3 separate regions of the Zea mays genome follow, and all the other regions are linked to region 2. Evidence: chromatin contacts called from public Hi-C data. All regions are on one chromosome and are shown on one strand. Each heading gives the region's core, a stretch centred on a gene start, on an enhancer-like site or on the middle of the called end of the contact. The rest is flanking DNA. Distances are from core to core; before and after follow the strand shown.

The links. Hi-C and Micro-C count contacts between places; a contact is called where the count stands out from the background.
Region 1: a contact with region 2 is called in a Hi-C map of leaf, with 7 times the contacts expected there. The contact joins the promoter of LOC100276548 here to the promoter of LOC100502274 in region 2. A contact is called at or near these places in 5 of 25 Hi-C or Micro-C datasets (ear, leaf and tassel).
Region 3: a Hi-C map of ear shows a contact between it and region 2, with 2.6 times the contacts expected there. The contact joins the promoter of LOC100383122 here to the promoter of LOC100502274 in region 2. A contact is called at or near these places in 3 of 25 Hi-C or Micro-C datasets (ear, endosperm and tassel).

Annotation. Positions count from the first base shown.
Region 1 is chr6:92,876,186-92,878,983 of Zm-B73-REFERENCE-NAM-5.0, forward strand. LOC100276548 reads right to left here and starts at 1,392. Exons shown (of 4, transcript NM_001374062.1): 1 at 826-1,392; 2 at 470-640; 3 at 195-371; 4 at 1-27. The coding sequence starts at 1,347.
Region 2 is chr6:92,284,536-92,287,449 of Zm-B73-REFERENCE-NAM-5.0, forward strand. It overlaps LOC100502274 (Protein LAZ1), which reads left to right and starts at 1,497. Exons shown (of 10, transcript XM_035959972.1): 1 at 1,497-1,685; 2 at 2,360-2,400; 3 at 2,491-2,705; 4 at 2,820-2,876. The coding sequence starts at 2,550. It overlaps LOC542305 (cyclin 3), which reads left to right. Exons shown (of 11, transcript NM_001363253.1): 11 at 27-480. The coding sequence ends at 165.
Region 3 is chr6:92,923,895-92,926,798 of Zm-B73-REFERENCE-NAM-5.0, forward strand. LOC100383122 reads left to right here and starts at 1,437. Exons shown (of 7, transcript NM_001175788.1): 1 at 1,437-1,516; 2 at 1,590-1,766; 3 at 2,211-2,282; 4 at 2,368-2,555. The coding sequence starts at 1,498. LOC100192616 reads left to right here. Exons shown (of 4, transcript NM_001137831.1): 4 at 375-787. The coding sequence ends at 530.

The DNA of each region.
Region 1 (2,798 bases), core at 142-2,641, 590 kb after region 2:
GTCGGCGCTGATCATGTCCCTCTGCATCTGCGATGTCATTGTCCCCCCTGTCAGTCAGTCAGGCAACCACATTCAAGGAGCAAAACTTGTTTGCACTGCATCGCGTCCAATTAATTTGAGGACGAAGGGAGTCTGGCAGATCTAGAACCAATGTATTGTGTGTGTGGGCAGGCAGCGGTCACGGTGGTGACTACCTCGGAGCAGGAGGCGTGCATGCCGAAGTCGTTGAAGCAGCTGACGACGCACTGCTGGATGTCCAGCCCTAGCGCGTCCAGCGTGCTCACCGTGGACAGCAGCAGCCCCGGCCTGGCGCTGGCGCCGCAGTAGATCTCCACCCGGGTGTCGGCGCCCTCCTTCCGCTCCACGTCCAACTGCACGAGGACGCAGCATCAGCATCAGCATCAGCGTCTCAGCCGCGCCTCGCATTCCCCTTCCCCCAATCGCGGCCAGCCACAAGATAGAATCGTACCTTGGGGGTGTTCCTGGCCACCATCTCGTTGGGGTTGAGCTCCCGGAAGACGCTGAGCATGCCCGCCGGCGCCTCCCCCTGCTGCTCGATCTCCTCCTGCAGCAGCTTGATCCTCTCCAGCAGCTCCTTCATGTAGTCGATCGTGTCGCCCAGGATCGACGTCCGGTCCATCTGTGCACCCACCACGCGCATTTCGTATCTCATCAGTCATCAGCCCAGCCGCCGACGCCGTAGATAGACATACTGATTGCGTGTTTGCTGTTTTCTTGTCCGACGAGGTGGACAAAGAACCAAGAAAAAAGGAGAGATCCCCCCCCCCCCCCCCCCCCCCCCCCCCCCCTCTTTGTCCTTCTCACCTTGCTGATCTTGGGCACGACGGAGCGCAGCATGGAGAGGCGGTCGTTGAGGCGCTTGCGGCGGCGGCGCTCGGCCATGAGGTTCTTGGACGGCATCCCCTCGACCCTCTTCTTCTTGGACGCCGCAGGGGCGGGCGTCGGCGCGGCGGCGCCGCCGCCGTCGCTCTCCACCAGGCCGGGCTCCACCTTGCACACCCCGAGGCCGGCGTTGTTGTCCAGCTGCAGCGCCTCCTTGGGCTCCGCGACGTGGAGGAACGCCATCTCGTCGCCGGCATTGGGCCCGCCGAACGCGGCGGCGGCGCCGTAGACCTCGCTGAGGCAGTCGAAGGCCGGCGGCTCGGCGCAGGAGGCGGTGAAGGTGGGGAGGACGCTGACGGTGGGCGCCTGCTGGTTGTGGAAGGAGCAGTCAATGGCGGCGGCCGCCGCCGGGGCGAAGAGGTCCCCCATGGACACATTGCAGTCCCAGGCGTCCCTGCGCAGGGAGAGGATCTCCTCCAGGAAGGCCTGCTCGTCGAGCTCCATGGCCGCATCCGCCGCCTTCTCCTCGAACTCGAATGAAAAAGGGAGGTGTGTGTGCCTGCGGTGGAGGGAGGAGACGGACAACGGGGGATTAAGATACGGGGAATGAAAGGGGGGGACAATTATTCCCTTTGATAAATGGTAAACAGTTGCCATTAAGGTAGTAGGCTGCTAGTAACAAATACGTAGTAGTACTACATTAATCCATGGAACTTGCTGCTGATTTATCTGTGGTGTGTACCGTACTAGTCGCAGCAGTAGAATGCAGTGAGGCCCCCAATCTGGTTTTTTGTTGTATTGCGACCTGTGAACCCTAGGCCTGGCCTAGCTAGGGCATAATGACAGTGCTAGGCTCCAGGAGGATTCGTCCTGGGCGTCGGGTAAAGCTCTCTGCCCTGTGATAGTGTGTGATGATGCCCTTTAATCTACTGACTGAGTAATTAGCGGGCACAGGCAGGCTTTGAAAGCTCCAACGCTCATGACTGACTGAGACTGAACTCTTGATGGCATATATTCAGAGATGACAGAAACTCTTGGCCACGCCCACGCCCACGCCCACACTGATGAAAGCCAAGCCATGGAGTTCCTCCCCTTCATCCTCGCTGTCATGCCATGCCACGGCAGCTGAATCGAATGGATTGATTTCTGTGGCAAACATTTCTTAATACTCAATCAATCTCGGGAAAACGAAGACGGCCAAGCTGGGAGAATGATATGATGACGAGGCCCCGGCCTCAGAACAGAAGATCCCGTGTGCGGGGCCCGCAGGTTTGACCCCACAAATGCGTCGAAAACGGCTTCTGGGGCGGCAGCGGCTCGCCCGTATCAGTTTCCCTGCGCATCCCTGGCTCCTGCATTGGCAATTGGCATGCAGGCGGGTGGGTGGGCTCACCCGTTGGAGGCCCACGTACACGTACGTGTCCTCTGCCTCTCTCTCTCGCCTCGTGGGCCTTTCTGAGCCCCAACTTGTGTCGAGCAGTTAGACAGCATTTCCTCGGTGTTTGTTAGCGCGGAGTATATATACCCATGTATATACCCATGGCCTGCTGCTGCTGTTCGAATGGTCCATACCATGCATCGTTCCGAATGGTCCATGCATGCATCGATCCCGTCCGTAGCTCTTCTGTTCTTTGTACAAGAGCAGCCTACGAGTACGTACGTAGCTTTTATTGCTGCTGTGCACTTGCCCTGCACCAGCTAGCTAGGACCCTACGTACGTACTGTACAGCTTCTTGGACGACATCCTCTACTATACCTACCTGTCTGTCTACACTAGGTTATGTATCTATATATACCAGCTACATAGTACATATCCGTATGCACAGAGCTACTATGCTAGCATGAAGGACGACGCCGGGTACATGAGAGAGAATAGGAGGAGAACAACAAGCGCATGGCGCCACCGACCTCGGGAACTGCGCGTGGGCCCCGGCCCTCTCCCTCCCCTTCCCACT
Region 2 (2,914 bases), core at 247-2,746:
GTTACATGGCCCCTTCTATGTTGCAGGGTTTGCTCTAGGATGATGGTTGAACTGCACCAAAGAGCAGCTCATGGGAAACTTACAGGGGTCCATAGAAAGTACAACACTTCTAGATATAGCTATGCTGCGAAATCGGAACCCGCAACTTTCTTGCTGGATGCCTGAACCTAAGCTTGAACTATACACACTCTTAACTACTTCCATGGAAAGAGGTGTATATATAGGCTGCTTCGACTAAACTACAGAAGTGGGATCTATCTGAATATATGCAACGGCTGTTGCAGCAAATATTTGGTGGGGCTGGGTTGGTGTGTTGTTTGTTAGTTCAATAACTTAACATTAATGAAACAGTGTTTGTGTTGTTTAGGGTTTTTTTTTCCAATTATATCGATTGGAATTTCATTTGTTGTATCCTGGCCATCATTCTTTACTCATGTCATGTGACACCTCTGCGTTTTGAAAAATAAACATTGATTATGTGGATCTGCTGAAATTGTTGTCTGACTTGCCAGTATTCACTCAACGCGGTTATCGACCTAGACAGTAGATGCGTCAAACATGAAGCCGTGTCTCATGCCCATTAGTTCCTGGTAATTAAATTTGTATTGTTATTATCACTTTTTTTGTCTTTTTCTTGATATCATGGACTTTTTTTTGGGTTATGAACTTTACATCCGCAATTAACAACACCTTGCAGTGTGAAACGTGAATGGCTCTGAAGTGAGCTTGTAGTAGCTGGTTTACTACTATGACCATGACCACCTTGCATTTCAGGCGTGAGGTTATTGATTTTTTTAAACTTCAACAAAAAAATGTGAAGTATCATTTATTTTATTTATCAGTTGAGGTTGTTTGAACGTGACTTAAAATTTTACATTTTTAAATAAATATTTTGAATAAAATAAGTGGTTGTTTTTTTAAAATTTTACATTTTTGAATAAAATAAGTGGTTAATTTTTTTTAAAAAGTCAACGGTGTCATATACTACCTCTAGTTTTTTATATATGACGCTCACCAATTCATTTTTGACTTTTCGACGACAAAAAAAAAAATTGGAGGTAGTATTTAAGAACGATGGAGTATTAGACAAAATACTCTCAGCAGCAAGCTCTTAAATTTTATTCGCCCCTGGCGTCTTGAAATTATATATACAATCTCTTGCCCTTATCGGGGGAAAAAATATATCACCTATCTTGAATTGAGTTAAATCCGCCCATTGCCATGGAAGTCCATCTCTCAAGTCCTCCACATGATCTTCCAGATCGTCTCAACTCCATGCCTCCAATCAAACAACTTTGATCCCCATTGTACAATGGAGTCACTTTGACAGCCACCGCGTCTCTAAATACAACCATCCATGCTTAATACACCTTTTGTTTTTATTAGTCTGTATGTTTTCGACGCATTGTGTTGTTTTTTTAGTAAAATGCAAACTGCATACCAAATCACCTTTTGTGTTCTAGTTTAATTTTCAAGATCCAAATTTGAATTGGGGGCTACGATCTGGAGTTGCCAGAGAACGAAGGCAAGAGCACAGGAAAAAAAAGAGGGCCAGCCCAGAGAGAGCGAGAGTTCCTGGTTGACCCGACCAGACAGACAGCGACTGCAAACAAAACCAGAGACGTTGCGAGCATGTGGTGCAGGAGAAACAATTTCTCTCCCCGCCGTCCCTGTCTCCCTGACAAGTACGATTCCGCCACCTAATCCTCTGTATGTAAATGTAATCAAGCCCCACGCTCCCCATGGTTCTCTTCCAACCCCAATTAATCCTAGGCAGGCAAAGCTCGTTTTTTCTTGTGCGCCGGTTGATTGGGCTCTCTGTTTGCGGAGTCTTGCTCTCCCTCTGGTCGGTTTTCGTTGATCCCTCCTGCATTGGTTTGCTCCGGCTCAGATCCGATTCTCTAGGTTTGTATCCTTTCCTTTAGTTCTGTTTTGGATCCTCCCTTCGTCAAGTTTTCCGGCGGTGACGGTGAGGGAGAAGTGGGTTGGCAATTTGACGAAGACACGGCCGCCCACCGCCGTGGGGTCATCCATTAGTGCGACGTCCGACGTCGCCATGGGTGATCCGGCTGCTCGAGCTTGCTCAGGTTTCCTTTTAGGGGCTATTTTGGATCGAAGATCGTTTCTTGGCGGAAAACTCCCAGATTTACAGAAGCTCACCTATTGCCCCTTTAATATTTTTTCCAGTTCCAGATTTCCCAGTAGCCCCCTTCAAATCTTTGATCGGGGTTGGGTGCAAAGCAACGTTATTTCTGCTTCATTCATGTGCGGTCTTTACGAGTTCAATTCTGCTGCCCCTTCAAGATTTGCCCTTGCGTCCTCCTCATCTTTATCTCTTTTATATATATGGTGTTTGCAGGAAGAGAGACCAAAGTATCAAGTGGAACAACAGAATTTTAGGTACTGCCGTGCCGCTCAACAAGGGAAGAGCAAGAGCTCCAGTCTCTGTCTCACTTATTATGATCCTCTATGAACCATACCCTGCAACAGATTTCATTCCAAACGGGGCATAATCATTGAAGACCAGTTAAGGGGGGCAGTGAGAAGGGATGGCGGTGGAGTTGGCCAAGCAATTGCTTGCGGTTATTGGAAGCTATACACCACCTCTCTGGGCTACCCTCATCGCCGGGGTTTTTGTTATCATCTCCGTCTCGCTGTCCCTGTACTTGCTGTTCAATCATCTGTCAGCCTACAAAAACCCAGAGGTTGTGGATCGTTATCAGTGTTGCTTAGTGTTTAAATAAATCAATGTGATACATTGTTTGAACCGTGTCTGACTTGGTATTTTCACTCATTCTTGCCGCATTATGCTCTTTCAGGAACAGAAGTTTCTTGTCGGCGTCATTCTCATGGTGCCGTGCTATGCAGTCGAGTCGGTAAGGTGCTGTGCTGCTGCTTTGTCATTCATCCTAGA
Region 3 (2,904 bases), core at 187-2,686, 640 kb after region 2:
ATATGTAGTGTTCTTTCAGTTTCAGACGCGTCAATTGCTTAAATAATTGTAGTCCATCCAATATCAACCCAAGATGTGTATCTTCTTTTGGTGTAAAGCTCAAGCTTGCCTGTATTGTGAATTATCATAGTTCTCTATTAGGTTTGCGGTCATCTCTGGCCTTGATTTTTTTTTCTTTCTATACATGGAACTCCAGATCTAAATTGTTTTTCACATGTAATTAGCTACGACCTATGCGGGACAATGATACCTGCAAGTTGTTCTTTTCCGCATTTGAATGTTGTCCCTTTCTTTCACCGGTGCTGCATTCTGTCTAGCTGTTTGCTTTCAAATGTATGTATCCACATTTGCTTGATCTTGGTCTGTTGTTACAGTGCTGCGGTTGCAACGTGTTCCATAAGTTGGTCGACAACCTGAACCTGTTTCATGAGATGAAGTGCTATGTTGGCCCAGATTTCCGCTACGAAGGGGATGCTCCATTCAACTACCTTGACAGAAACGAGGATGGCGACAGTATCTTCCCTCGCTAAAGCCTCCCTTATGTTGCAGACTTGCAGTACCCAAAAACAAATGATCGGTCCTGTTCTAATTTGTTCGTGTAGCTGTACTTAATAAGCAGATGTACCTTCATGAACCTGTAAGACTAGTTTATCATACGCATAGATGACCAGTCACTAGAATCTACACTGGAGTTGTAATGTCGGTGACCAGTTAGTGTAATTTTCAATTGCCTGTCAACTTTTGGGCATATAATAAAAAATATGACCTGCATTTCGTCATTTGTTTCAACAAGAGCGGTGCCAGTTTTCCCTCTAGACGGTACCTTACCTTTTCATTTTTCTCATTTTCTGGATCTTAAGTTATGATGCTTTGTCATTAAGCATCTGAACTCTTCTTTTACAAGGATATAAGCGGATTTACGGAAAACAGTGGTGTTGGGTATATATGGATAATGTTGATACATAAATGCAAATTTGTGGGTTGCACTCCCCATCAGCCATCAGAATGTTAGTTGTCGATCTCAGAAGCTGTTCTGCTTCCTAATGGTCATAGATGAAGTAAAAAGTATATCTTGATCTCATTCAGAAGAACAGGTACGACTGTCAAGATTTGACAGTGCTGGAGGAAAATGAGCTGGTATATGGTGACACATCGCCTCCCGTATGACGAAAACAAAATACTAAAAGATTTTAACACATCGCTACTATTTCCTCAAGCTTGGTTTATCATTTGGATTGATGGGCTCGTAGTGGATCCACTGCTTATTCTTGAGAGGTTGGCTTTCTATCTGGAATCGACATTGCTTTCTGATGATCTGTGGCCTGTGGGACAGAATTTCTTTGCAGATATCTATGGCATGGAAAAAAAAAATACACGTTTGCAGTAGTTTGTTTTGGGCTCTCACACTGTCACAGTGGCCTCCCCCCAACAGGCCCCAAAGCCGTAGGCCTGACACGGGAGCACGGCGGCGGCGGCGGCGGCGGAGGAGGAGGAGGAATGGCGAGACGAAGCAGAGGTAGGCACTGACCCGACCCAATTGGCGCTGCGCTTCCTGTTCGGATCTAGCTAATGGTTCGGTTCGGTCTTAGGCGGCGGCATCGTCACGGAAGCGGCGTTGAAGGCGCACGCGGCGGCGGTGCGGGTGGTGTCCCGCAGGGGCGCCGTGCGGCTGGTGCTCGTGTCGGCCATCGCCTGGGCCATGCTCGGGCTCGTCGCACTCGCCTTCCACCTCCGGCCCTGCAGCTCCCCCGTCGCGTTCCTCTCAGGTCAGCCAGCTAGGTCGCCGACTCGCCGCGGCTTCCATCGCTGCTATCCGTACTTCCGTAGACCCACTGCAGCGTGTTTCGCCTTTGCAATGCGCAAATGCCATGGGCTTGATGATGCATCGGTGGAACAGTAGCAGAGGCTTGCTTGCTTACATTGCTTCGGGAGTCAGTTACCTCGCATTGTACCCCTGATAAGGAATGGAAACACTATCTGACAACTAATCCTCTTGGTTATCTCACGTCTCCTTCCATTATTCAGTGTGCAATCGTACGTTTAAGATGTCTTGCTTCTGAGTTCTAGCTAATATGTTCTTCTAATACATTGTTTAATTTAATCTCTAATATAACACTTTCTGGTCTTCCATAGGCTGCCTATCATAATAGTGGTACTCTTTGTCTTATCAGTTATCATCACATGCTTTGTTGCGCCTTGTATCTCTGCAGCCCTTTGTGAAAAGGACAGTAAAGTTTTCTCGGTGTTGGACTCGATGGGGCTCTCATCGAAACCACTCCACCGTAAGATTCGTGCCTTAAAAAAAAATCCTTTTGGTGGCTAAATTGTGACTGCTTCGTAGCCCCACATTTGTACTTCAATCTACAGGCTGCCCGATACCTGTTGCGAATGATCCAAATGCTATTGCCATCCCAAAGAGGACTCCCAACACAATCGTGAAGAAGTTGTCATATATAACGGTTGACAAGCAGGACAAAGATCCTTCACCGCTGTTTGGAGGGCACCAAAACTGGAAACAGAGGGAGGAGAGCTTTAAACTGAACTCTACCATGAAGGTAACTACTTGCCTTTAGTTTGTGCATGTATTGTATAAACTTGCTTGTACACTTCAGTTTAACTTTTATGCTATAGCTTTTAGTGTGAGTGGCAGTGAGAGGCTAAGTGTATAATGGTGGAAAAATCTGCTGCATTCTCCTTTTTACTTTATAGATTAGGGCATTTGGCACTGAAGCATGTGCAGATATTGTTGAATGCTAAATGAATGAGTCTGGTATCAAATCGCATGCAAGGCAAATGAAGAAATCAGCCCTTTGGGTACCATTATAACTTCACTAGGGGGCGTGCTCCCCGGTGCTGCATTCAAGTATTTGGTGTCTTCACCTTGCATCTGCTGTTTTCCATCCG